Regions from separate parts of the Mus musculus genome. Here all the other regions are linked to region 4. A link is a contact called in public HiChIP or PLAC-seq and promoter capture Hi-C data. All regions are on one chromosome and are shown on one strand. Each heading gives the region's core, a stretch centred on a gene start, on an enhancer-like site or on the middle of the called end of the contact. The rest is flanking DNA. Distances are from core to core; before and after follow the strand shown. Region 1 overlaps Slc9a1 (solute carrier family 9 (sodium/hydrogen exchanger), member 1). Region 2 overlaps Wdtc1 (WD and tetratricopeptide repeats 1). Region 3 has its middle 12 kb from the start of Tent5b. Region 4 holds the start of Ahdc1 (AT hook, DNA binding motif, containing 1). Region 5 holds the start of Sesn2 (sestrin 2). Region 6 holds the start of Slc9a1 (solute carrier family 9 (sodium/hydrogen exchanger), member 1).

What was found. Promoter capture Hi-C pulls out the DNA fragments that hold promoters and counts their contacts. HiChIP or PLAC-seq counts read pairs in DNA pulled down with a chosen protein or histone mark. Capture Hi-C pulls out chosen DNA fragments and counts their contacts.
Region 1: a contact with region 4 is called in an H3K4me3 HiChIP or PLAC-seq map of stem cell-derived neural progenitor cells, with 4 times the contacts expected there. The contact joins the enhancer-like site here to the promoter of Ahdc1 in region 4. A contact is called at or near these places in 5 of 39 promoter capture datasets (cranial neural crest, embryonic stem cells, hippocampal neurons and 2 more), 5 of 115 datasets of contacts at active chromatin or transcription factors (astrocytes, embryonic forebrain, embryonic stem cells and 2 more) and 1 of 9 other capture datasets (embryonic stem cells).
Region 2: a promoter capture Hi-C map of liver shows a contact between it and region 4, with 5 times the contacts expected there. The contact joins the enhancer-like site here to the promoter of Ahdc1 in region 4. A contact is called at or near these places in 25 of 39 promoter capture datasets (the 3T3-L1 cell line, 3T3-L1-derived adipocytes, the C10 cell line and 14 more), 7 of 15 datasets of contacts at CTCF or cohesin (CD8 T cells, the NIH/3T3 cell line, embryonic stem cells and 3 more), 128 of 484 Hi-C or Micro-C datasets (the 3T3-L1 cell line, 3T3-L1-derived adipocytes, the 63-12 cell line and 73 more), 41 of 115 datasets of contacts at active chromatin or transcription factors (the 230-238 cell line, CD8 T cells, the HPC-7 cell line and 27 more) and 3 of 9 other capture datasets (adipose tissue, embryonic stem cells and liver).
Region 3: an H3K4me3 HiChIP or PLAC-seq map of bone marrow-derived macrophages shows a contact between it and region 4, with 4 times the contacts expected there. The contact joins the enhancer-like site here to the promoter of Ahdc1 in region 4. A contact is called at or near these places in 10 of 39 promoter capture datasets (the 3T3-L1 cell line, cranial neural crest, embryonic stem cells and 5 more), 2 of 15 datasets of contacts at CTCF or cohesin (embryonic stem cells and large pre-B cells), 18 of 484 Hi-C or Micro-C datasets (B cells, the G1E-ER4 cell line, the HPC-7 cell line and 10 more), 13 of 115 datasets of contacts at active chromatin or transcription factors (bone marrow-derived macrophages, craniofacial prominence, embryonic forebrain and 7 more) and 2 of 9 other capture datasets (embryonic stem cells and liver).
Region 5: a contact with region 4 is called in an HNF4G HiChIP or PLAC-seq map of pancreatic cancer cells. The contact joins the promoter of Sesn2 here to the promoter of Ahdc1 in region 4. A contact is called at or near these places in 2 of 115 datasets of contacts at active chromatin or transcription factors (extraembryonic endoderm stem cells and pancreatic cancer cells).
Region 6: a contact with region 4 is called in a promoter capture Hi-C map of adipose tissue, with 2.6 times the contacts expected there. The contact joins the promoter of Slc9a1 here to the promoter of Ahdc1 in region 4. A contact is called at or near these places in 6 of 39 promoter capture datasets (cranial neural crest, embryonic stem cells, frontonasal cranial neural crest and 2 more), 1 of 484 Hi-C or Micro-C datasets (CD4 T cells), 9 of 115 datasets of contacts at active chromatin or transcription factors (the SCID.adh cell line, astrocytes, embryonic stem cells and 5 more) and 3 of 9 other capture datasets (adipose tissue, embryonic stem cells and liver).

Annotation. Positions count from the first base shown.
Region 1 is chr4:133,397,053-133,401,484 of GRCm38.p6, reverse strand. All of the region lies in intron 1 of Slc9a1 (solute carrier family 9 (sodium/hydrogen exchanger), member 1), which reads right to left. Among named protein-coding and RNA genes, the nearest start is that of Mir5122, 29 kb to the right of the region's middle. Within about 2 kb of position 1,849, at least 91 of the 459 cell types and tissues checked have an H3K27ac peak or open chromatin away from gene starts, as enhancers often do.
Region 2 is chr4:133,312,385-133,317,042 of GRCm38.p6, reverse strand. Wdtc1 (WD and tetratricopeptide repeats 1) reads left to right here. Exons shown (of 16, transcript NM_199306.4): 4 at 3,237-3,283; 5 at 3,625-3,736. Among named protein-coding and RNA genes, the nearest start is that of Wdtc1, 25 kb to the left of the region's middle. Within about 2 kb of position 1,887, at least 13 of the 459 cell types and tissues checked have an H3K27ac peak or open chromatin away from gene starts, as enhancers often do. A contact at or near this core is called in VIP interneurons, cerebellar granule neurons, cerebellum and 3 more, where this site is marked.
Region 3 is chr4:133,465,508-133,470,123 of GRCm38.p6, reverse strand. No RefSeq gene overlaps it. Among named protein-coding and RNA genes, the nearest start is that of Tent5b, 12 kb to the left of the region's middle. Within about 2 kb of position 1,898, at least 213 of the 459 cell types and tissues checked have an H3K27ac peak or open chromatin away from gene starts, as enhancers often do. A contact at or near this core is called in bone marrow-derived macrophages, cardiomyocytes, cortical neurons and 6 more, where this site is marked.
Region 4 is chr4:133,009,656-133,013,715 of GRCm38.p6, reverse strand. Ahdc1 (AT hook, DNA binding motif, containing 1) reads right to left here and starts at 2,210. Exons shown (of 7, transcript NM_146155.3): 1 at 2,193-2,210; 2 at 1,429-1,526.
Region 5 is chr4:132,507,215-132,511,829 of GRCm38.p6, reverse strand. Sesn2 (sestrin 2) reads left to right here and starts at 1,374. Exons shown (of 10, transcript NM_144907.1): 1 at 1,374-1,766. The coding sequence starts at 1,677.
Region 6 is chr4:133,367,400-133,371,476 of GRCm38.p6, reverse strand. Slc9a1 (solute carrier family 9 (sodium/hydrogen exchanger), member 1) reads right to left here and starts at 1,742. Exons shown (of 12, transcript NM_016981.3): 1 at 570-1,742. The coding sequence starts at 933. It overlaps Mir5122 (microRNA 5122), which reads right to left and starts at 1,701; the gene lies at 1,613-1,701.

The sequences.
Region 1 (4,432 bases), core at 600-3,099, 390 kb before region 4:
CCAGCTTTAGGGAAATCTCACGCCTTCCAGCCTCCTCAAGTATTATACATACGCATACACACACACACACACACACACACACACACACACACACACACACACACACACACACACACACACACACTCACACACTCACACACAGAAATAAAACCAAAAACAAAGTATCTTGAAATAAAGCTATGCATAAATGGTTAAGTACCCCTCTGGAGCAGACACTAAGCACGTTACTGCAAAGCACTTGGTTGTCTCAGGGAAGCTAACGCAATAGTGCGATTATTATCCTCAGTTAGAAAGAGACCTAGAACAGGCCACTGCCAATGTGGCTCAGGCTAAGTCAGTTGCTGGGAGGCCCAACTACCCAAGCTCTATCCCTGGTTCCTACCAAGTGAGAGGTAAGAGCCAATTCCCAAAAGTTGCCCTTTGACCCCTACACATGCACCACAGCACTCATGCCCCACCACCCCCCAATTTAATGTAATTTAAAAATTTTTTTAAAGATCATAAAATGACTGTGTGATGGTGTGTGTCTGTAAGCCATTTGGAAACATGAAATTGAGGCCAGTCTGGGCTCCATAGTAAGTTCCAACTAAGCCTGGGATACAAAGCAAGTTCCTGTAAGAAACAAACAAATGAGGGGCTGGAGAGATGGCTCAGTGGTTAAGAGCACTGACTGCTCTTCCAGAGGTCCTGAGCTCAATTCCCAGCAACCACATGGTGGCTCACAACCATCTGTAATGCGATCTGATGCCCTTTTCGAGTGACAGTGTACTCATATACATACAATAAATAAATAAATATAAAACAAACAAGCAAACAAATGGTACAGGAGGAAAAGACCAGAATATGCCCTCTTCCTTGTCCCAAGGACACACAGCCAAGGCTACAGAGTGTTTGGGGTGACCGACACTGGGAGATCCTAGTCCTCTGTCATACTCACACCTATGGAGACACCTTACAGTAGTATGGCTGTGCCCAGACCACAGTTTCAGAGCAATTCCCTGCAGAGGCATTAGTGAAGAGTGAAGGGGGGGGGGGGTTCGGACATCCTCTACCTAGAGTCCCACACAGGCTCTGCCTGGGCCAGCACTGGCAGTATCACCCCACGGCCTTGGTGTCTGGTTTCAATGCACCTTCACCTCATGGCACCACTGACACTGGAAACATCTAAATGACATTCCTGGCAGAGGAGGCTGTCTCGGCTCCCCGGCTTTCAACCTTGAGGTGAGAAGGAGGGAAAGCAGAATGCTGGAGCTTACACAAAACCTGGAAGTGATCGAGTGTCAGCCACTGTGTCCTCCTTTAATTCCCATGGCCTGCTCCGCTCACTGTGTGGCTGCCCAGCTGGGCTCTCATTCCCACAACCACTGCAGTGCCGGCCTGGCCTGTCTCGGGGCTGTAGTGGGAGTTCCACACGCTACTCTGCCTTATATCTGAGGTGTGGCAGGGGCTATGGAGAAACAATGCTCTCAAGTTTCAAAACTTTCCAATGCTTGTTAGAAATGTCAGAGCTATGAAATGCTAGATTTTCTTTTCTTTCTGGTGGGGTAAGATACAGTCTGCAAAATGCAGACACAAGACAGAACGGAAGTTGATCACACCAAATACCTGTGGTTCCTAAGTCGGCCTCTCAGGCTGAGGCTGGCCTAAGTCAGAAGCACCACAGTGAGTTCAACGCACTGTGCGTGCCACACAGCACTTGTGCACAGATGGCAAGGTGGCACAGGAGTGGCAAAAAGGACTCAGCACAAAGAGAACCTTTCCAGGAAACCCCCTGCAGAAGGTGAGTCACAGAGCCTCACTTTCAGCTGCCACACAGATTGGCAGAGGGTTGCAAGGAACCAGACTAGGGTGGTATTGGCTTACTCAGGAAGACAGCCGCAGCCCTTAGTCCCTCACAGATCAGTCTGCTAGTCAGGGGCAGAGCTGGCTCTTCCTTTTAGACCTGTGACTTTAGCCCTTCACTGACCCAAGTCGCTGTGACTGCTGCCGCGACCTGCTGCAGCAGGATCCTTCAGTCTCCTTCATCCACTGCACTCTCCAGCCCCAAGCTCAGATCCTGACACGTGATGAGAAGGCTCAAGCTTGGCCGCTGAGCCTGTCTGATCACTTTGGAACCAGACTGCTATCTGTCCTAGCAACTGTCCTTTGCTAGTGAGAGCAGAGAGTCACCCAACAGGCAGAACGGAGAGGAACAGTGTGCTGGTACAGGCAGAATATTTCTGTTGGGAACACATGGCAACACAGGCTAGAGAGGAAGTTGTTAGTTAGATGAGTATGAAGCCCCACTTTCTCTGGTTCTCGCATGAAGCCTTGGCAGTGGATAGCAGATGAAGAAAGAGAGCCAGGCCTGCTGACTCCCAGTCCAGTGCTCACCCAGAGACAGGGGTATAACATCATTTTGTGAGCACAGTCTCAATCAATCCACGGAGGCAAGACAGCCTACAGGGCTCCAACGACCCAGGCTCAGCATCCTGGAATCTCAAAGAGAGGTCTGGTCACATGGTCATGAAGTCTGGGCTCCAGGGAAACCAGCAATGGCCCCTGCATGATACCAGATCGAGGAAGGAGGCCCTAACCCCCCATTCAGATGCCTTGAGAGACTACAGCTACAGTCAGAGGGAGAGAGGGCTAGAGACAGGCCCACACTGGTGAGCGGAAACCTGGGTCGCAGTTTCTAGATTACCACACACTGGGTGCTCATAACAAACCTTGCCTCTCTAAGCTTCCGTTCTTCCTCTCCTGCAGATATAGGCAATGTCTATGGCTCAAGGCAGCTGAAGAAAACATGACCCACACACTGACAAATGTTCTGCTTTCAGGGATAGAAACCAGGGTTCAAAATGAAGCCGGGAAGCCAACAGGCTTGAGTGCTCTGAAACTCAAGGTGACACTGATGTCCACCCTGAACATCAGAGAGTGTGGCCTTCTCTGCAGCCATGACTCTCACTAGCCCTGACTTGGGTTCAACAGCAGCATAACATGGGTGTAGAAGCAGAGGGTCCCATTTTCTGCTGGAACAGAGCTCATACATTGCCTGACACCTCTGAAAACTCAGGCCAGCTCCATGCCAGGCCCTAGAGAGGCCAGGACTCAAGGGTCAACAAAGCAGCTAACCCAGGGGCAGCTATTCCAGACCAGGGCAGCCAGCACTCTGGGGCCGGGAGACCTGACCCGTGTACAAGCTGCAGGGGCTGGTGAAGATGGCTGAGGAGGAAGACGTCACCAGGACAAGCAGCAAGCCGGTCTGACTTTCACCCCAGACCCAGTGATGCATCAGGGAGGCTCCATGGCCGGCAGGATGCTCTCTCTCCCGCCACTGACTAGCAACGGCTTTATGCCAGGTACTTAAGCTCTCACTCAGTTCCTCATTTGAGAAGTGGAACTCACAACCATTTCCACCTGGGAGGGCTGTGTTCTAAGCAGCCGAAGAGCTCAAAATAGTCAGCTAAGGGCACCATCCCATCTCTGCACACCTCACCTCTAACCCAAAATAGACTGCCAGCATGAGGATAGAGCTATGGAGAAGGAGCAGAGGCCAGGAGACCTGGGCTCCGCACACAGGCAGCACCACATAAGCACCCAGTGCCTGTTAGTTTTTGGAGGGAGGCTATAGAGCACAAACCTTCTAGAGGCCCCAAGGGGCCAGGTCCTTGTGACCTGTACAACCACAAAGCTCCCCTATAGGGAGCAAACCTACAGGTCACAAGAGTCGTGGATGTGCTAGGCTTTGCAAAAACTCCACTCTCCCGGACAGACGTAGGATGCCTGGGCCCTGGGTAGCAGAGTCCCTGCAGGCAGGTGTGGCAGGAGCTTGGGACCACACAGAACCCCAGAACGGTGGTAGACATGGTGAGAGGCATGCTCGAGGACCTTTCCCTGTCCCTCCCCCCACCCCACTCCACCCCCACCCCGGGACAATGGGGATAGTTTGTCACTCAGGCCTCTAGGGGCAGTAATTGGACTGAGCAGATAGGAGATGAGCGTGACCAGAGAAGGCTGCGCTGTAGAAGGCACTGCAGAGAAATGAAGAAACAGCAGGTTTTGTCCCAAAGTCAGGAGGGGCCAGGATCCTTCCTTGAAGGAGAGAAGCAGAAAGATGCTATAGGAAATGAGGGAGAGACAGCCAACCTAACCTCTGCTTAAATAATACAAATGAAGCCCAAAGGGGGGGGGGCTGAGTCAAGGTCATGAAGCAAAGTGGGGGTAAAGTGCTGGACGAGCACTCGGGTTCGTCTGCGCTGAAATTGGTCCTCACGCAGAACACGTGCACCAACCCTGCAAACCACTCCTGCTCTGTTTGATTTTAACCATCCTCTCCTGAGCACACTGACCAACACTTTCCTCATGCAGCAACTGAGGAAACTCAGGGTAGGAGGTTTGTTTTGTTTTGTTGAGACAAAGTCTCTCTACATAGCCCTGGCTGTCCTAGAAC
Region 2 (4,658 bases), core at 638-3,137, 300 kb before region 4:
ACACATATACAGACACAGGCACTAAATAAATAGATAGGTCTGGGGAGGCCTAGATGTCTCAGTGGGTAAAGGCCCTTACTACGAAGCCCAGAGAACTGCTACCTGTGGCAGAAGGAAAGAGCTGGCTTGAGAAGGTTGTCCTTTGACCCTGTATATGCACTTTGGCCCAAAAGCTACTCCCTAGGCCCCAAAGCTTCTCCCTAAAGATAAATACATAAACATAGTTTAAAAAAATACTAATTCTAGTATTAAGATAAGGCAGAAGAATTGTGAATTCAAGGCCAGCCAGAGCTAAATATCAAAGTCTTGTCTCCAAGCAGGGATGGGCTGGCTAAGAATTAAGACATGATACACACACATGGTAAATGAAAAAAGAAAAACCCACAGTGAGTGCTTTGAAAACAAATACTTGGCATAGTTTTTAAATAGCGTATTTTATTTTTATGTATATGCATGTTTTACCTAATAGTATATGCTAGAAGAGGGTGTTGGATCTCACAGAATTGGAGTTCCAGGCAGTTGTTAGTCAACATGTGGGTGCTGAGAGTCAACCCTGGAATCTGGGAGCCCTGCACTCTCTCTTCACCTCCTGTCAGCTCCTGTTTCATCTTTGTTTTTAGTTTTTTAGTGTTTTGAGGTGGTGTCTTGCTGTGTAGCTCTGGCTGGCCTCAAATTCTCTCTGAGATCAACCTGTCTCGGCCTCTCAAGTGCTAAGATAGAGCTGTTTCACCACAGCTGGCTTACATTACAGGTCTGTAAATCAGAACTGTCTAACACAAATCTCACCAGGCTAAAAGAAGGTGTTGGCAGCTCTGTCCCTCCAGGAGGCTGTAGGGTAGAGTAGAATTTCTTTTCTTGCTATTCCCAGTTTCTTAAACTTGGCTCCTGGCCCTTCCTTCTGCTGCATAGCCAGCAGCGGCTGGTCCGGTCCTTTCACACCTGTGTCTGCTCCTCTGTAGCCAGCACACCCAGCTATCAATTTAAGTGTTTATGTAACTGCACTGAGCCTACCTGGATAGTCCAGGATCTCAGGCCATCGCACGGTCCTAACCCTAATCATATCTGCAAAGTTCTTTTTGTCACTTCAGATATTAGATGTTTGCAGGTTTCAGAATTATGGCAGGACATCAATAAGAGACCATTATTCTGCCTATACCAGTATTCAGCTTTGCCCTCACTATAAGCAGCAGTCACTCAAGGCCATTGGTGCTCCATGATGAAGCTGTGGCTTCAGGCACAAGGATAGAAATGATTTTGACTCAGATAAAGGTGTGGGGTTGCAACCAAGTGTCTGAGAAGGCAAGAGGCCTTAGGTCTGCAGGGGCACTGGCAGCCTTGAATGTACAACTGAGGTGTCTCAGCTGGGAATTAGGTGTGTCTCTACCTCTCAGTTCTCCTCACTAGTCCCACTGGACAGATGCATCTAGTCAGTTAAGCAGCAGATACCTGCTAGACACTGTAGCTGGCTTCGGAGATGCAGTGTAATCCGCAAAGCCTGCTTTCTCAGGCCTATCTGGTGGAGGAAAAGTCACAGAGCTGCGGAGCTGTAGGATAGCATAACAGCCAACAGGAAAGCAGCCCTGCCCCCACCCACGAGCACAGGAGAGGCAAGACGCCTTGGAGGAAGGTCCTGCTCTCGGATACCTGAAGAATGGATTGCAATTGCTGGTTTGGATGCTATATACCACAGATAACGGGCTGCCCAGTTTGAATTCCTAAACAGAAATGGACTGAGGGGCAGGAGAAGGTCAGCGTCAGGGTCTGCTGCTATAGTCAGTCTGGCTCCATCTTCCACAACTATGGGATAGGCCTGCCTCTGGGTGCTGACTCCACGCCCAGGCTGCTTGCCCTCGAGGTGGCAGAATTGCAACAACTTGGAACAGTCCGTCCATCTGCATGCCTGGCAGCCGTCCATCCGTCCACATGCCTGGCCGTCATGGAAGCACCTGTGTATCCAGAGCTCCTGAGAATGGGACTCACGTGCCTGTTTCCCTCTTGGCATCTGATTCCAGGTCAAGGTTCATCTCTCAGCTGATTGCTATGGCCAAATAAGCTTTACTGTTTCCCCTGTACTGTTTGGTTTAGGTCTAACTAAACCTCAAAACCTCTTACTGTGGCAAGAAAAATGAATTTGTGCTTCCAAGACACTTGGTTTGATTTTAGGCAGGAAGTTGGTAGTTCAGTCAGTGATAATCTTGCTGCCCTTAGGCAGGGGCAGAGTGAAGAGACAGAGAGAAGCCTGCCTGGTCTAGTCATGTCATCTCCTTTGCCGAGAAACCCTAGGGTCCACTCCTCATACCTTCTGCTCTTTGTAAGTTCAAGTTTATTATGTACTGTTGACTGCCTCGTTTTTCCCTCCCTCCCTCCCTCCTTCCCTTCCTTCCTTCCTTCCTTCCTTTCTTTCTTCCTTCCTTTCTTTCTTTCTTTCTTTTTTTTTTTTTTTTTGAGACAGAGTTTCTCTGTGTAGCCCTGGCTGTCCTGGAACTCACTCTGTTGACCAGGCTGGCCTCCGACTCAGAAATCCACCTGCCTCTGCCTCCCACGTGCTGAGGTTAAAGGTGTGTGCCACCATGCCTGGCTCTGTTTCTTAAGATTTGTTTTATTTCATGTATACAAATGAGCATTTTGCCCTCATGTGCTGGTACCCACAAAGATTCGAAGAGGGCAACAGATGCCCTGGAACTGGAGTTCCAGGCATTTGTGAGCCAACCATGTGGGTGCTGGGAATTGAACCTGCGTCCTCTGCTATCTCCCACTAATCCATCTCTCCAGCCCCACTTCTTCTGATTCTGAAGTAAACCCCTCAAGGTAACTCAAGATTATCTTTTTACATTAATCTCTAGGATTCACCTTTTGTAGGGAGTGAGGGTAGAGGAATACAGGAATGGAGCCTCAAGATGCTGCATGCATGCTGGCCCTAAACTTGTCCCTTGAAGGAGATGTGCCTGTGCCTTCCAGGGATAGGGACAGACAGTTTTCAGCTTTTATAGTTTCTATGTATGAATTTCCTGCAAGGTGGGATAGAAGAAACCCGCCTTACTAACTCGTGTTGAGTGTCCACTGACAGTGCGTGGGAAAGCACTTTATATGCTGTAAAGGGGAGCATTTTCGTTCTGCCCCCCACAGGTCCCTGGCAGATGCTGAAGGTAGGGTGGTTTGCTTGCCTAACCCTAAGCTCTTGGCATTGAGCTTCCCAGGGAACTGTGCATTTCTTAACCCTCTGTTTCCTCCCCCAGGGACACTCAGGCTGTGTCAACTGTCTGGAGTGGAATGAGAAAGGAGAGTAAGTATGACCTGCAGGGGCAAGGGAGGGGCCAGAGCAGCGGAGATGGGCTCCGTTCTGTGCCATCCTAAGCTTATCTCATGACTGTCAATACAGTTTGACTAGTAACTCAAGTATAGATAGAAGCTTGGGTAACATCCAAGCCCTGTTTTACTGTAAGCCAATGTATTGGGAGAATATTGGAGATTCTTAACAAAGTAAAATATAATCTAGTAATATTTATAAGCTAACCTGCAACATCTACTGTCCTTTGAGTTATCTGTGCCCAACTCCTATCCCCTGGGAATGGGGAAGAGGTAGCGGGGACCTTGAGAAGTCAGAGTTCCTAATTCTACCCTCAGCCTGCTGGCGTCTGGTTCCGACGACCAGCACACCATTGTGTGGGACCCACTGCACCACAAGAAGCTGCTGTCCATGCACACAGGACACACAGCAAATATCTTCTCTGTCAAGGTGAGCCAAACAAGCCCCGTGGCAGGCCTGGGCTGTGGGGTGGTTGTATGGTATAGCATGTCCTGTGCTGTGAACATTGGAGAGTGGTCTCTTTTTCTCTGTTCTTCTCAAAACCATGGGCCAACTCAGGATCCATTTATATTTATTAAATCTGTATACATTTGTTAGTGTGGGAGGACACATTTGCCATGCTGTGCATGTATGTCCTCATACATGTGGAGGGCATGAGAACACTGGCATGAGTCAGTTCTTGCCTTTCGCCCTATTCCCAGAACTCCATGGGGGCTTAATCCAGTTCAGCAGATCGGACTCCATTTCTGACCTCCAAGGGCAGACGTGCAAAACATTCATAGATCTTAGAGAAAACAAAAACAAAAACACCTAGCATAGATCTTCTACCTTGGCCTAGGAAATGAATCTTAAAAAAAAAAAAAAAGATTTATTTGTTTGTTTTATTTAAATACACTGTCTCGGGCTGGTGAGATGGCTCAGCAGGTAAGAGCACCCAACTGCTCTTCCAGAGGTCCTGAGTTCAAATCCCAGCAACCACATGGTGGCTCACAACCATCTGTAATGAGATCTGACTCCCTTTTCTGGTGTGTCTGAAGACAGCTACAGTGTATTTACATATAATAAATAAATCTTTAAAAATAAATAAATAAATACATTGTCTCTGTCTTCAGACACACCAGAAGAGGGCATCAGATCCCATTACAGATGGCTGTGAGCCACCATGTGGTTGCTGGGATTTGAACTCAGGACCTCTGGGAGAGCAGTCGGTGCTCTTAACCGCTGAACCATCTCTCCAGCCCCTAGGAAATGAATCTTTTCCCTTGATAAAAGGGAATTTAGCTGAGAGGAGGTGGGGAGGACCCTACAGACCTTGGAGCCCTGTCCCTGTGAGACAAGTCTCCTTTAATTC
Region 3 (4,616 bases), core at 649-3,148, 460 kb before region 4:
TCACACTTTTTTTTTTTTTTTTTGAGAACTTGCATACTCTTCCTTTTCTTCTCCTTCTTCTTCATCTTTTGGGCAGTCTCCTAGGCTAACCTTCAATTTGCAGATAGCCTTGAACTTCTGATCTTTCTGCCTCTACTTCTTGGAAAGCTGGGATTACATGGTGTCGCTGTATTACCCAAGACCTCACCTATGTGGCTCGGCAAGTGCTCTACCAACTGAGCTCCATGCCCAGCCCCTTAAGTAACCGGGTCTCGCAGGAAGTGGTGAAACTTGGCCTTAGACAGGTCCCCTGGGGTGAAACTTTGCACTGGGCTCTCCCTAAGATCACTGAAAGCTGACGCTCCTGTTTTCCCAGAAAGCCTGGTGCTGTGGGAGTCCGGTGCAAATTTCTCACTTTGACCTCCTAAGGGCTCTGTGGCCTGGGTGCAGTTCACTTGCCTTCGCTCTGCCTGGGTTTTTCATCTTCATTGAACTGCTGGCTACTTCCAGGACTGGCGTGGAACATCCAGTGTATCGGCATTCGGCATCACTCTGCCCACTCACTCTCCTGAGAGTGCTAACTTGCTAATAATCTGGGGCAAGTTTCAGACAGGCGTGGTGTGTCTGCTCATTGGTGGAGAAGAGCAGAAAGTAGGGAGAGAGAGATCCGAACGGGAAAGGCAGGACCATGAGAAAGCCCAGCCGGACTGAAGACAAGCCAGCGAAGGCCATTAAGATAGAATGGCTGGCAGAGCCAAGTGCTGGAAGGAACTTGACCCCACTTCTCTCAGTTGGGCAGCTAGTGAAGTCCCGCCTTCTTATGAGCGCTACTCAGGCCGTCCAATCAAAGAGGAGGCAGGTGGAGACACTGGATGAGTATGGCGAGGAAACTGAGGTCCTGAAGTGCACTCACTTCTGTCCCCTTGGGGCCTGGATGACTAGACTAAAAACAGCAGCCAGTGCGCAGGAATGGGTTCCAGGGTCTCCGCCATCGCGCCTCCCCTCCATTCCCCCACCCCCCTTTTTCGTGACAGGGCTTTTCTGTGTAATGATCCCAGCTGTCCTGGAACTTGCTTTGCAGACCAAGCTGCCTCTTTCCCCCAAGTGCTGGAACTATAGGCATGTGCCGCCACACTGGGCTCTACTGCCCCTCTAACAAATACTTTGTAACCTGTCTTTATTCAGTAGAACTCAATTCGTCACACAGAACAGCCTATGGAGGCGTTCCCAATTTGAGCTGTGAATGGGGGACAGCCAAGATCTCAGGTGGTCGGTGGTCTTACAACTCTGACCCTTTTGCCTCTACCTCCCAACTTCAGACTTGGGTCACCACTCCAGGCTCCATGAGGACAGGGAGAAGGGAGAAGATGGGGAGAAGAAGGGGAGGAGGAAGATGGAGTTGGGGAGTGGGAGGAGGAGGAGAGGGGGAGGGGGAAGAGGAGGAATCAATATGTTAACTGAAATGTAAAGAAATACTGGGAAGTAATTACAGGGTCCCTCTGTCTCTGACCTGTATGTACTTAGCCTGACTTGTCACAGGCATCCCTAAGAGTCAGCTGGGGACCGATTATTGCAGATTCTGAAGTTACCTGCCCGCGGAGGGAGTTGGAAGTACGTTTCCACTCATGGCCCCTCTGCTCTTCCCCTAGCTGCAAGCAGTCACTCCCCGCCCCCCCCGCCCCCCGCGAAGCACACAGACCCCTGTGTAAGGCCCTTGGGCTAGAGCTGTCCCCTCCCAGACTTGACCAAGGGGCAGCGCCGTCCTGGGCTCGCCCTGCCGCTCAGCCTCATTCTCCGCGCCCACACGGCTGGTCACTAGCTGCAGACACAGCAGTTCCCACGGGAGCCGTGGGTCCTAGGAACACACCGCGGGCGAGGGAGGAGGCTCGGGCATTGACGTCAGAGGGGCGGAACCTCAGCGCCCCACCCTCTGCCTGGTCGGTAAATCCCCGCCCTGGCGTGGATTCCCTTGGCTCCCTTCTGTCATCTCCCTTCTCTCCGTCATTCGCTGCCCTGTCTGGTTTAGGTTCCTGCAGTTTGGAGGCCGAGGCGACCCAACTGTCTCTCCATCCTGATCTATTTGCAAGAAGGCAGCCTCGGAGAGCTAAAGTTCTGGGTGAGGAACCGGTGCGTCCTGGGGAGGCTGTGAGCGCTTCAGAGTGAGGTCAGAGAATGATCCCTGCCCTGCTCCGCCCTTCCCTGCCAGGACAACAGATTTATAGTTTATAAAGTGCTTGTTTCAATTATAAAAGTTTCCAAGGGGGCTGGAGGTTCCGTGGTTAATAGAGCCTCGGGTTCTTTCAGAGGACTTGAGTCCAGTTCCCAGAATCTACATTAAACGTCTCACAACCACCTGGAACTCAGATCCAAAGAATCCAATACCTCTAGCCTTCGAAGGTACCTGCACACACGTAGAAACACCCACACAAATACGTATAACTTGAAAAATAAAATCTTTGAAAATTTTAACTTAAAAAACTTTTAAAAAAGCCGGGCGTGGTGGCACATGCCTTTAATCCCAGCACTCGGGAGGCAGAGGCAGGCGGATTTCTGAGTTCGAGGCCAGCCTGGTCTACAGAGTGAGTTCCAGGATAGCCAAGGCTACACAGAGAAACCCTGTCTTGAAAGAAAAAAAAAACTAAAAAAAAAAAAAAAAAAAAAAAAAAAGTATGTGTCTAGGGGCTGGAGAGATGGCTTAGTGGTTAAGAGCACTTGCTGTTCTTACAGAGGACCTGAGTTCAGTTCTCAGGACCCACAAAGACTCACTACTCAGGCAACTGCAGTTCTAGGTAACCTAGCACCCTCTGCTGGTCTCTGCACCAGGTATGTGAGTGCTACCCATGTATCCCCACAGGCAAAACATCCATACACGTGAGATAAAAATATATATATTTTTTTTTAAAAAGAAAGGGATGTGTATGTATGATGGGCAAGCACTTGCTGTGGCTAGCATGCAGAGGTCAAAGGTTGACTCCATGCAGTCTGGCTTTGTCTCTACCTTTTCCAGTGGTGGAACTTGGGTCTTCAGACTTGTGTCACATTATCCACTGAGCCAGTTTGCTGGCCCCAAAGTGTTTCACTGGGGTGCTTTCTTGCCTCCACCACGTTCACAAATTTGCTGTTATTGCCCAGAGACACCACATCACTAACACCAAGTATCTGAGCTAGGAAACGGGTCCAGGAGTTGAACCTTATATGTTGGACTGTACCAAGATAGCTTTCCTGGGTCTCCTGGGCCTGCATTATTCGGGAAGTCAAACCATTGCCATACTTGACGCTGGGGGCTCCGAGGGGCCAATGAGATCTTTAGGTTTGGATGTCAGAGATGCAGTACGGAGAGGGGGGATCTTGCTCTCAGGTCAGGTAAGGCTCTAGACCTACACCACACACACACATCACACACCACACCCCACACCCCTCCCTCAGCTCTCAGATGGTCTCTAGGACCGACACGAGGCTGTCTCCTGCCAGCTCCCAAGGGGCAGTTAGGGTATAGGAGGTCAGGGGTAGGGTAAGACTTCTCCAGATCAAAAGAGGAGCCTGACAAGGAGGGAAGGGGATCTAGGGCCTCAGAAGCTATACTCTGCCTTTAAGCCTTATTTCCTAAGATAAAGGTGCATCACTCAGCAGGAAGATGGAAGGGGGTTAACGGTTCTTATTTGTCTGCTTATTTTTGGGCCTGGGGATCAAACCCAGGGCCTTACACATGCGAGGAAAGTTCTGGTTCCTAAACCACACCCCCAAACCTGGGTAACTTTAATTTTTTTCAAAAAATTTTTTTTTCGAGACAGGGTTGCTCTGTATAGTCCTGGCTGTCCTGGAACTCACTCTGTAGACCAGGCTGGCCTCGAACTCAGAAATCCGCCTGCCTCTGCCTCCCGAGTGCTGGGATTAAAGGCCTGTGCCACCACGCCCGGCTCTCAAATGTTATTTTTAATGATGGTTCTTAAAACACTTTAACCTTCCTTGTAACCCACCATCCAACAAAAGTAGTGGAAAAGAAAGAATACGGGGGAGTTGGGGTGGGGGAAGCAGACCTGTTTAGAAAGGTTCTTTTTTTTTTTAAGACTTATTTATCTATTATATATATATATATATATATATATATATATATATATATATATATATATATATATATATGAGTACACTGTAGCTGTCTTCAGACACACCAGAAGAGGGCATCAGATCCCATTACAGATGGTTGTGAGCCACCACGTGGTTGCTGGGAATTGAACTCAGGACCTCTGGAAGAGCAGTCAGTGCTCTTAACCGCTGAGCCATCTCTCCAGCCCCTAGAAAGGTTTTTTGGAGCAACTCCCATCTGTGTCGTCTGGAAATCGGCAGTTCAGTTCACAGGTTAGCGGGCAGTGGCAGCTCGATCTCCTCAAAAACACCTCACAGATACACCAGCAGTCTAGTGTGGTTAAGTTGGGTTAACAAAAGTGGTGGCACAACCTAGCAGAGGCAGCCAGGGCTCAGCCTTGGCTCCAGTCAGCTGGAGGGACCAGGAGGGTGACCAGGAGAAGTTCTCAGCTGTGCCTCTTTCAGGGAGGCAAAGATCAGCAAGATGAGAGACCCACGAGCCTTCACAGCTGTACCAGCAAGCCAAGCTCTGTGGCTGTCATTGCATGGAGTCC
Region 4 (4,060 bases), core at 961-3,460:
GGTCCAGCGGGAAACGCCTGCCCAGCCAGACAGGCACAGGCCCCCCAAGGGTCCCTCCTTGTGCTCAGGGACCAGGCTGGTGCAGCCCAGCCCTGCCTCCCAGGGTGACGCCTGGGCCCAAATTCAGCTGGCCCTGCCAGTCAAGCACTGGTGCAGAACCGAGGGCACCAGGCTCAGCCCCTCCCAGCCCAGCCCCAGGGCCCCCAAGCTGGGAGGGAGGGGAGACTCCCCACCCCTCCACATCTGGCCCTGGCCCCTAGGGTCTGCGGTAGAGAATTCCCGCCCCCGCTTCTCTCCCTCCTCCTGCTCTGTGCGATCTGTGCCCGCTGCCCGCCTCAGGGACAGCCCCAGCTCCCGCCTCCGGCCAGCAAGGCCCACATCCTTCCTCCCTCAGCTGGCCCCTTTGCCTGGCAGGAGGCTGGGGGGGTCAGGCTGCTGGGGAACCCTCCCCCCCCCAGCTCCCATCAGTCCTCGTCCCCAGCCCCCAAACTCTGGGTTGCTGTCCCTTTTCCTGTAGAACAGGAAACAAGGTTATCTCCTAGTCTCAGAGCCAGCCCCCTGCCCCTTTGGCTCTGCCCAGGGACCCAGACCCAGCCAGGGAAGGCGCCCTCAGCCAGAAAGCAGAGATTCAGCAGCTCACCCCAGCTCCCGACCTAGGGGGCTGACAGCTGTCACTCAGCACCCCACCCCCTGGGGAAGAGGGGGCCGATTCAATCAGAGCCCTAGAGGAAACGTATTGATACACGATTATTTATTTATTTATGCAAAAGTGAGCCGACTTTGTTCGCCAGGTAACCGGGCACGCGGCCCAACCCCTCTGGCCAGGCCGCCCCCAAATCCCTCCTCCGCCCCACACCCCCTCCGGGTCATTAGGTCCCCGCCCCTCAACTCCCAGAGCGCCAACGGAACCTTGGGATTTGGGGGCTGGAGGGGAGGGGCTCCTCCCTCCGCAGTCTCCCCTTTTCCCAGCGCCTATCCTAAAATCCAGCCTTGTTCTCCGCTCCCACGGTCCCCCTACATCCCCCCCCCCACATTCTCAGCAAGCTGGAGAGCAAATTGCAGTTTTAAATCCAAAGGCGGAGGGAGGGGGAGGAGGAGGGGGTGCGCGGCAGCTCTGGGCGCGCACCTCGCCCCCGAGCCGGGGGAGCCGCGGGGCGGCCAGGAAACCCGAGAACCCCCCCTCCCCGCCCCCCCTCCCCGTCCACCTCCCCCTCCCCCTTCCCGGCGCTGCCTGCCAGGCTTCGAGCCGAGCCCAGCCGAGCCGCGGGCCCCGGTGGAAACAAAGACCGATCGCACCGCGGGCACCGCAGCCACGGGGTCCGGCGGACCGGACTGGGGGCGCTGGGCCCCCCCACAGTGCGCTGCACAAAAGAGCCTGGCCGGCCGGTCCCCAACCGCGTCTATTGCTGGGCAGGAGGCGCTACTTACCGGAGTGCTGGGCTGCCGGCTCCGTGGGTCCGAGCCAGGCGAGGGGTTTCGGGGGGCGTCTATCTTCCGCCGGCGGCAGCGACACGGGCGCCCGGCTGCTGGGAAGAGGAGTCGTAGAGGAGCCCTGAGCCGCCTGCCGTCGCTGACAGCATGGCTCGCGCCTCGGCTCACATTCTCCGCCGCTAACTCCGCTGGACACGGCCCCCCGCTCCCGCGGCGTCCCCCCCACCACGATTACTCCTTCGCTATCTGCGCCCCACTCGCTTCCCCAGCCGCTCACACACTCTCACAGCCCTGGACACCCCCGCCCCAACCCCCCAATTGCAAACCTGGGAGGGAAGACGCCCCGCGTAGTCCTCCTGCTCCTCCTCCGCCGCCCTCCTCCCTCCCGCTCTGTCTGTCTGTCTGTTTGTCTGCCTGTCTCTATTTCTCTCTCTCTCTCTGCCTTTCTCTGCTCTCCGAGCTGGGTGGGAAAAGGAAATGAGGACAGAAAGCAGACGCTGGCTTTGGGTGGTGGTAGCTGGATTCCCTCTCTCCCTCCCTCCTCCCTCCTCCCCTCCCTCCTCCTGCCTTCTGCTCTCTCCGCTGCGAGCGGGGCTGAGCGCAGCCTGGCGGGTGGCTCGCTCGGCCCGCCCGCCCGCCTGTCTGTCTGTCTGGTCTGCCTCGCTCGCTCCCTCCCTCCGTCTCTCGCCCTCGCCCTGCCTGCCTGCCTGCCTCTCTCCGTCTCCGCCGCCGCCGCCGTTGCCTCTGCGAGCTCGCCTTACCTTCGCTGCTCACCATCCGGAACCCCAGGGGGGAGCGCGCGCAGAGCACGCCGGGACTTGTAGTCCCTGTTCGGCCGCTCCGCGCGCTGTGCGGGCGGGGCCACTCCGGCTGCTCCGACGGCGCGGCCCGGAGCGGACCCTATGCCGGAGTATCCCTGGCCCGGATGAATCCCGTTTTATCTAGGACTGCTGATCCTCCTCAAGGGTTAGGAACATTCCGGGCGTTCCGAGGCCCCTACTCGGGGCTCTGGCTGCGCCAAGGTTGCGGGTGGTAGCGCAGGGGCGGGGTCTGAGAATAAAATGAGTGGAATCGGGCATCAGAGGATGAGCCAAAAGGGCTGCGACTTTCTGGGGTGTCCCAAACACGTTGAGAGGGCCCATGGAGAGACGAGAGGACCTACACTTTCAATTTGGGGACGTTTTTCCTATCAGAAGAGGCGTTTGGCAAGAAAGCCGCTCTGGAAACGCTACAGTCTCCTCCGCATTTCGTGGCCCTTCGCCTCAAACTCAGCCCTGGATTTAGTTCTTCCAGCGCCTACTTTTTATTGTCGTCCACGGGCGGCGAGGGCGCAAAAAATTCTGGACAAAGTGTAGATACCATGCCTTCTGAATTTGAACAATTGTTTGTGAGCGGAATTCAACAGTTCTCCAGCGCCTGCTGCGGCGTGGGGGTTGGGCGCAGCACTTTCACCTACCTCCTCTTCAGGTCACATCTGTTCTCCAGCCCCTGGCTCTGGGCCCCCTGCCTTGCCTATCCCACAGATGGGAATGTGCGCCTCTGAGGAAGGCTTTGTTACCCCCAGGGAGGTGGCTGGACAGCTCTGAAAGGAGAATTGCCGCGGCTGCCATTTACTGAGCACCCGGGCAGCACGGGGTCCTTGGAGCCTTGCAGAAAAAACCCTACGAGACCTTATTTCTATTTTAGATATAAGAGTTCCGGAGCCCAGGTGTCCCGATTAGAAAGTGGTAGATTCAGCATCTGGATAATTTCAAAGCTTCCTTCCTTCCTTAACCCTTGGGCGGTAACAGAGTGGTGATTCCCTCTACTCCACCCCCCCCCCCCCGCGTCCCCGCCATCCTTTACTGTTGATCTTTCTTCCCTGTGTCTATGTGTCCTCCCTTGGCACTAAGGTAGATAAGGTTTGCAGAAGAAACAGATGAGTGATGCAGTGATCACTGCCCTGCTACTTGTCTATTGACTGCTTCTGAGCTGATCCCAACTCATGACTGTGTCTGACATTCCTTTGGCCAATGTCTGCCAACTTAGTCCATCTTGCCCCATGTCCTAAGCTTCTCTAGCAATGCCTTTACTCCCTGATCCACCTGCTTCTGATGCCTTCTTTGCTCTTGCAGGGTAATTGCTAGTCAACACATGTTTAGATGGTGACATTATGCTAACAACACATCCACACCACCTTCACCATCCCTCCATCTCTCCCAGTCCCTACCTATAGAGCAATTGAAACTTTTCCAGAAAGCAAGTAACAGGGGAGGCTCTAAAAAGCACACCCACTGATGTGGCATCGTGGCACATGTGGCCAGCTGGAGAGGCCTCTGTCTAGGGGCCACTTCGCTTGCAGACAAAGTAACCCCAAGAACTGATTATGATAAGAACGGGCATTAATAAAAGCAGGAGGTGCTTTAGCGATCCTTTGTAGCTTCAAAACTCAACTCTGAGGTCATCACAAGCAGAACTTTTGGTGTCTTGCCATAACTGCCGCCCATAGGGCAAACTTTAGTGCTGATGGGTGTGAGAGACTCCCAGGTCTGCCCATCTCTAATGCCTCACCCACCTTTACCAAGGATAGGAAGACCCTTACTGCTTGAATTAAATGTAGGCAGAGGTTGGGATGAGATCATACTGGTGG
Region 5 (4,615 bases), core at 125-2,624, 500 kb after region 4:
GAATCTGATATAGAGTTGTTTAGAAAAGAATTAACCCAAAGGGATATTCAGTGGCCAAGGGTATATTATTAGAAGCACGTTGTGCCAGGTGGCATAAGGTAGAAAGAAAAAAAAAAAGTCTAAATGTAGACACTGCCCTCAACAAGTTTATAATAAAAACTTTCAGATAAGACAAATACACAGAATATGACAACACAAGTTACAGTATGGAAAGTATTAAAACACAGAGAGAAAGGTCCAGCCCGAGTTTAGGGCTCTAAGGAGCATGCAGGTGAACTCCCTTCCCTACAGAAGGCATTAGACCAAGTCAGGAGATCACCTTTGGTATCATAAGCCTAAACTCAAGACTATTTCAGGCAGGAACTGAGAGGATTAATCAGCTCCAGCTCTGTCTAGGACTCCTTAACCAGAATAAAGAGAAACTTGAAACGGGAGAGGCCTGAAGAAAAACCGCGAAGGAGATGAGTAGAAGTGAATGGGTGAATCAAGGGTAAAGTGCTGAGATCTGGATGGAAGAGGTGAGTGTAGGGAAGTCATGAGAGTGAATGTCTAGAGAAAAAGAGGGCTAAAAACAGAAACTAGGAGAGCACCCACGTTTAGGGAGTGGATGGAAAAAGAGGAGTCAGAGAGGAGTGGCCAGAGGGAGAAGTGAGAAATAGATCAAGCCAAACACCTAAGTTACAAAGTTTCCATGAGTGCCTGGAGGGTGGAAGGCGGTGTGAAGGCACCCAAGGCAGGACAGAAGAGGGGAAATTGTAGCAATGAGGATTGAGATTAAATTTGAGATTGTCAAGGGTATTTCAGTGAGGGCTTTTCCAGAGACTCCACAAATAAGGTGATTTCCTTGGTTTAGTGTTTCTGAAGGTGCAGATCCCTCAGGGCCTGAGGGGACAGGGTGGTGGCTCTTGGCTTCAAATTTGTGGGTTTTGATCTATAATTAGAAGAACTGGATGTGTGTGGTTAGAACTCTCTGCAGACCTAACCAGTCCCTCCAGGAACTGGAAAGCTGAAGAACTTACTCAGAAGGGATTTCACACCTGGCTGTCTGGCCCAGCCCCGTGAAGTCCCGTTTCATCACGCAGCCCTAATGACTCCTTGGGCTGTCACTCTCATCTGGTATTGCCAGAGACCTGACTAACGCCTTCATGCAAAAGTTTGCAGCATCTGTGCGAGGCCAACTACAGCTCCCAGAGTTCCCAGGCGCTTGTCGATGCTGATTGGACGGAAGGTTGGCTCCGGAGGGAGGTGTCGGCTCCGCCTCCCCGAGAAACAGGCATCTGATTGGCTGCGCCGTGGGACTTTTGTGTCCCCGCCCTCCCCCAGGGACCGCAGCGGGCTGACAGAGCCGGGCGAGCGCTGGCAGTTCCGTGGTGGGGATGGTGAGGAGCGCCGGCTTCCCGAGCAGCGCTGGCCACTGCGGACTTCCGAGGCACTCCGGGCCGTGAAAACCTCTGCGCCGCGGCCAATCTCAGGCCTCCGAGGCCGGCCGCAGTTTTCCAAGCTGGGCTGAAAGGAGTGTCTATCGCCGTAGCGCCGGTTCTCCTAATCCCGAGAGACAGCCCGGGGATCTCGAGCTTCCCCGGCGACCCCTAGTCCCGGCCTCCTGTGCGCGCCCGACCTAGACCCCTCGGGTGTCCCAGGCGCGGACGAGCCGCGGCCGGGTCCTGGCGTACACCATGATCGTAGCGGACTCCGAGTGCCATTCCGAGATCAAGGGCTACCTGCCGTTCACCAGGGGTGGTGTGGCCGGCCCCGAGACCCGAGAGGTAAGCAACAGCCGGGCGAACCCGCTCTCCTCCAGCCACCGCCGAGCTTCGGGCAGACCCGGTCTAAGTCTGGTGCGCTCCCCCCGGGCTTAGGGTCTGAGAGCACGTAAGCTAGGGCTAGGGTTGCATCAACTGCAGCCTCCGCTCTCCCTTCCCCTCCCCACTGCCCTCTCTCTCTTTACCCTCCCCACTACCACCCTGGGAGGGAGGGGGATGCGGAGCCCTCCCTGGCTCCTTCGGACTCCTGGCCAATGAGAGGGGACGCCTTCTCGTGGCTCTTTGGGTTTGTTCTCTGCTAAAGCGAGCGTCTTCAAGTCCAGGCAAATCCCGGCCGGAGAGACCCGACCACTCCTCCTCCCCGCCCCCTTCCGCAGAATCCCTTCCTCTCGGTGGGGGCAGGCGGGCTGGGAGCTCTTTCTAGGATCGGTTTCTGGTCCTGTCGCTCAGCGAAGGGAGTAAACCACCTGGGACTGACCAGGGAAGGTCGATTCCCTTTTTCAGTCCTTACCTGCACCCCCGATCTGGAGACTGGTCCGAGTGCTTTATGGGTCTGGCTGGCGGCCTGATCCTCGGCGGCGGCAGCCTGAGAGAGCTAGGGGAGAAAGCGGATAACCCTTGGTCCCTTGATAGATTGCTTCCTATTAAATTGTTCTGGGGTCCTCAAAGTTTGTTTTGCTGTCTCCTCAGAGCGTAGAGAGACTTCACAGGGAGACAAGGTATAATGCCAGTATAAAGCCCCCGTCTCCCTCCCAGCAGTCTCGATAGTGGACATAGTCTATGTCGTGTATGGAGCACCTACTAGATGCCAGGATATAGGTTTTGTCTGACAAAGACAGCAAATACAAAACGTATTTTAACCCCATTTTACAGAATGAGAAAATTGAGGCCCGAAAGGGACAGAGAGAGGCCTAGCCCTCATTCTCTGGACTGTGTGTGACTAGGATTTTGGAGAATGCTTGGCACTGCAGAAGATACTGATCCTTTTTGATTTTCTAAGCCTAGAGCAGTGTGGAAGGTCTATTGCCGGGGCTGGAAATAGGTACAGTGGTAGTCCCAAGGTGTATGATCTTAAAACCAGCCCATGTCTGAGGAAATGTCTTGGGGGGGGGGGGTCGTTGGAGGCAGCCATCAGTCTGTTGCTTCTTCATATGGTTTAGGAATCTGTATGCAGAAAGGACACCTCGCCTCAGCCTCTTTGCTGATAACTTTTGTCTGCCTTGTGAACAATGTTGTTTTTGTTAGTGAGCGCCCCAGAGCACTGAGGGAGGTGAGGGCTGGATTCCAGTCCCACCCTTCACTTTCTCCCTGGATGGGTTATCTCAGCTGAGCGATCGCTTTTGATTGCAGTCTCTTACCGGGTATTTTGATAGTATCTCTAAAAGGTTGTTGGACATTAACTTAAAATACAAGCAAATGCATGAAGAGTGCCTGGGACATATTTACTGCGGGGGGGGGGGGGCTGGCCTTGTATTTAAAATGCTAGCTTCTGGAAGACTGACTTTAGCTGACATCTCTCCCCACCCCCCAGTGCCTCTCAAGGGGCTTCCAGAGTCTATTCTCTACTCTGGGAGGAGGAGAGCCCGCACAGCGCTCTGCCTGCTGTGCCTGTAGGAAGAAAATCTCAGGTGGTCTGTGTAGATCTTGGGTATGCCTTAGAGGAAGGCCCATCCTCTTTGAGACAGGGTCTCACTCTGTAGTTCAGGCTGGCCTTGACCTTATGACTATCTTCCTGCCTCAGCCTCCTGCCTGTTAGGATTACACATTGGATTTAAGAAAGTCACTTTGTTCTGCTCGGTGGTGGCACACGCTTTTAATCCCAGCACTTGGGAGGCAGAGGCAGGTGGATTTCTGAGTTCGAGGCCAGCCTGGTCTACAAAGTGAGTTCCAGGACAGCCAGGGCTACACAGAGAAACCCTGTCTCGAAAAACAAAAACAAGAAAAAGAAAGTCACTTTGCAGTTTCGGGGAAAGCTGATAATGTTTGCAACATTTTTTTCTACATCTTCTACTCCTCAAGAAAAGATGTCTGTTTTAAGTGGGATCCTGAGAAGATGGGGTACCGATCATCCAGACTCTAGTGCTCAAAACTCGAGGGCCAGATGGATAGTCCCCGCAATTGTTTCAGACTTTATTTCAGAGGGTCAAGGACTTCAGCTCTGTCTGTGTCCAGAAAGTTCCAAGGGTCTGACTCTTGTCTTGGGTAGTATGTTTTCAAATTCTAGAGTAACTTCCCCAAGCTTCTCTTGTCAGAAAAGCAGGTCTTCCTCCACCAGATGAGCCCCTTTGACTAATCCTGCTTTTGGTCCCTTTTTCATGGTAAGCTAGTTCCATAGGCTGAGGCCTTTCTTTCTGTCTACCTCCTTCCTTCTCTGGGACTAGTTAGGAACCTCCTGCAGGGCTCACTGTTCTTGGCAACTAAGCGGTTAACTGACCCTTATCAGCTATTGAGGCTTTGAAATCCCATCTGACCTGTGCTAGGCCAGAAGGGGACCATTCGGAGCTTTGGTCACTTGTCTTTAAAGAGGGGACAGCAAGTTCTGTTTCTCTCAGGGTGGTTGAGAACAATTAAGGTGCCTGTGAGATCAAATATGTAAAGCACTTTAGCCTGGGGCCCAGCTCAAGCTGTTTGCCACTCTGCTGGCTGCCCCTTCAAGGCTGGCTGGAAGTCTGGGGCAGCTTGTATGGCCTCTCTTCAGGTGTAAACCCAGTCTCTTATCTGGATCCAGCTGACAGGTAGTGGGCAGGCCTTCCCAGCTGCCAGTATGACTTAGCAGGAGTCTGTAGGTGAAGTCCTGGGGCTGGCAGACTCCAGAGAAGCAAAGCAAAGGCTGGGCTTCTCGGAGGGAACCA
Region 6 (4,077 bases), core at 493-2,992, 360 kb before region 4:
CTGACTCAGGGGCTTCTGACTGGCCTTGGCAGGCAAAGCTGAGAGGTATCACTCTGGGGATGAAGGTAAATAAGTCTCTGGGGATCCCTGTGTTCTACCACACACCTAAGTGCCTTGTACCTAGTTCCTTACTCTACGCAAAATCCTTAGACAGGCCAAGTCCTAAAACACCCTTTCACAAAGAATGTAATAAATCCGTACTGATTCCTGTTGACAGGACAGAAAGGGCCACTTGCTAAAGGATATTCCTGTCTTACACATAGCTAAGCACCTGCCTCCTCTCTAGGTCCCATCCCAGCTGTAGGAGACCAGCCAAGCCTTGGCAGCTTTTCTGAAACCAATATCAGAAGCATCCCATCTCGTGCACGCTCCTGACCCTCCCTCCTGCTACATAATGCCAGCTCACAGGCCAGAGCTGGAGTTTAAGGACCAACAAAAAGGAGGGAGAGGCTGCCCGCCCGCGTTGCAGAAGTGGTTCATTCAGAGCCTGAGAAGCAGAACCTGGTAACAAGTGGGGCAAGAAGCTCACCTATCTGGTGGTGGCAGCAACAGCACCATCATGCACTTACCTATCTTCATGAGGCAGGCCAGGAGAATCCAGAGGGAGATCTCAAAGGGTGTGCGCACGTGAGGGTAGTCAATGTCCAGGACTGGGAAGGCCTTCCGAGATGGCTTACCGCCATGTTCAATGATTAAGTTGGTCAAATTGTGGTCATCTGGGCGATGGAGAGGCTCTGATGGTGCCGTGGTGACATCCCCAATTGAGCGTTCCCGGGGTGGTTCAGAACCTCTGATGGTGCTGGCAGTAGGGCTGTGCTGGAGGCCGTGGCTCCTGAGAACAGGTAGCAGTCCCACCAAGGCAACCACCACCAGCAAGGAGGGGAAGATCCGAGGTGGATGAAATCCCCAGACGCCGGACCACCGAAGCATCATACTGATCCCCCAGCCTAGGAGGCCTCAGCCCTTAGCGAAGTGCGTGTAAGACCTGGGACATAGGTAGCAAGGAGTCCTGCAGATGGGGTGAGACTGGGGCAATCTCTAGGAAAAGTTCATGTTTTAGAGAAGTATTTTCGTTTTCTAGAGATTCACAATCTCAAAGTCCAAACTGCAAAAAGGGGTTAAGTACCTTGGAGGGACTAAGGAGGAAACCGAAAGGATCTAGAACTTCAGGCTGAGAGAAGGAAATCGGGGAAACTGCGTCCTGAAGAGAGGGGAAGGGCCGGATAGGCTGGACCACGGGCAAGGGAAAGGAGGAAGAAGGATAGGACCTTTGGCTAAGGAAAATCACCAGGGTGCTGGAACTCGGCTAAAGGGGAGGGGTAAGGAGCCTGGGCTAAAGACGGAAAAGGGTGAGACCCACTCCGCAGGGAAAGGCGAGAGAAGGCTGGAAGGCCAGCCTGGGATAAAGGAGTATAGCAGGAAAAAGGCTGGGGCTTTCCCACCCACAGGAGAGCCAGGGTCCAGCCGCGCCGGGCTGAGATTCCGGGGAAATGGAGGGAGGCGGAAGACAGAGGCAGACGGCCTGGCGGGAAGGTGCCTCGGCGCAGGCTGGAGGCGGCTCGCAGTGAGCCAGCAGCAACACACCCCTCCTTAAGACCCCGGTGCAGAGCTGTGTTCCACCCCGGCCCAGCGGCAGCTCCTTCGGTCAGCTCCAGCTCCACTTCCAGACCTGACACAGCCCCGGGTCCCGCGGTAGCGGACTGATGCCTCGCTGAGCACAGCGCAGCCATTTATAGGCACCAACGAGTAGCAGGCGCAGCAAGCTAGAGAGACCTGTCAGCGCCCGCGCGGTGCAGCGGCCCCTGTCGCCCAGGGAAGGAAGTGTCACGTAAGAAGAGGAAGCCGAGACCTAAATTGGAAAAAAAAAAAAAAAAAAAAAAGTACAATCTAACACGAGTGACATACTGTACTATCTACAAAGTGTTTTCTTGTTAGCATGTGACTTTGAACAAGTTATTTAGCCTCTCTGTTTCACAGCTTTCTCAACTGTAAGGTGGAGATGGATAGCTATAACAAAAGGATAACAAGATGGTTAAATGAGGTGATCTATGAGAAATGTTTAGAATGAAAGGGATGGGATCGTGGTTCAGAGGTAGAGTGCTTGTCTACCATTGGTTCCTATGCCCAGTGTCACAAAATAAAGTTAAATGAATGAATGAAATGGGCTAGAAATCTGCACTCTGTATGTTCCCAAGCATTGACCTGTGCTGAGGACCGTGTGAGCTGAAATCCGTTCCTGCATCCCAGCCACAGGTGCTTTGATGGCAATGTATTGGCTTCCCTTGACTGTGGCGGCATAACCCCAGCCTCCCTGTATCCGTCTTTAGGTCCAAATTTCCCCCTTTAAAAGGACTCCAAGCAAATTGAATTAGGAATTGGCCCTAATGGCGTACCTTACCTTGATCAACTTCAAAAACCCAATCTGAGCCACGAACGGTGGGAAACTGTAATTCCAGCATTTGGGAAACTAAAGAAAGAGGAATTTTTAACTCAACGTCAGCTTGTGTAACAAAGTGAGTTCTAGACCAGGCTGAGGTCAGTAGGGAGACCCTGTCTCAAAGAGATTTAAAACAACAACAACAACAACAAAACCCCTCATCTAAATAAAGCCACATTCTCGGGCACTGAGGGGTGGGCAGGGGTAGGACTTCAGCTTCTTTTGAAAGGGCGTGTTTCAACTCATAACAGTAGTGAAACAACCAAAAAGTAAGAGGCTGGGTATTGTTTTTGTCTGTCTGTCTATCTGTCTGTCTGTCTGTCTGGTTTAAAGAGAAAAGAAGGATTTTTATTATCTGCAGACAGAAAACAGCTTCCAGAAGGGGCATGTTCTGTTTTGTGCGAAAGGCTACATTCTTACAATGTAGCCCAGCTGGCTTCTAATTTTTGGCAATCCTCCTGCCTCTCCCTCTCAAGTGGGATTACTGGTATGCACCACCACACACAGCCGGAACTGGAATTTGAATGAATGATATTGATTAGAGTTCAGAAAGGTCGAGACATTGTGTCTACATGGTGCAATCATGAGAACTCTTCCCCCCCCCCTCAGAAGTAGGATCTGAACACAGAACCCTGTGCGTGCTAGGTAAGCACACCACCGCTGAGCCCAGACTGAGAAGTTTTTAAATCATTTCAAATGCCATCCTGTTTCATGGAAAGGTTAATTAAAGCCGAGAAATCCAAGGTGATTTGTTCAAGGGGCTGTTAGAGGGGTTTGTTTTCGTTTGACAAATCTCTTCAGAACTTTCTTGACAAGGATTTCTGCTGAGCTAGGGACATAGGCATGAGGCGTGGAGTGGGACTGTGAATGGTGATTAGGGTCAGCTCCAGAGCTCAAGGTGAGCTTCCCAGCTCTGGGAGTGTCCTGTTCCTTCACTGGGTGGTCCATACCCAGTTACTCAGAGGCAGTTATGTTGTGGGAGTTCACCATGCCTTCAGAGTTTGTGTACTTTCCATCTGGAAAAAGGTGTTTTCAAGTAACAAGAGTGTGATATGACAACCAAGTGTAAAACATTTCTGACTTTTCTGAACCTTGCCACGTTTTTCCAGGAATAGATTCAGACACTGGGAGGTGACCGGAAAAAAAAAAAAAGAAAAAGAAAGAAAGAAAGAAAGAAAGAAAGAAAGAAAGAAAGAAAGAAAGAAAGAAAGAAAGAAAGAAAGAAGAAAAGAAAAGAAAAGAAAGAAAGAAAGAAAGAAAGAAAGAAAGAAAGAAAGAAAGAAAGAGAAGATTCAGAAACAGACCTGGAAAGATGCTTTAGTGGCTAAGGACCATCATTCAAATAAATCCCCAGCTCTCAGAGTTAAAAGAAAAGAACAAGAAAGCCAAGTATGCCCACATACCTTTAACCCTCGTACCTTGGAGAATGGAGACAAAAAAGATTGCTAGGGCTTGCTGCCCACCAGCCTGGCTCCAGGTTCAGTGAGAGACTCCATCTTGAGAGACTAAGGAAAGGTCACAGGAAACATGATTCCTAGTTTGGCGTCTGCCTGTACAAGGCTGATGCACTTGCACACAACACAACACACTATGCATATACCATACCCATACACACATGAGGGGTGTGTTATGGGATTCGG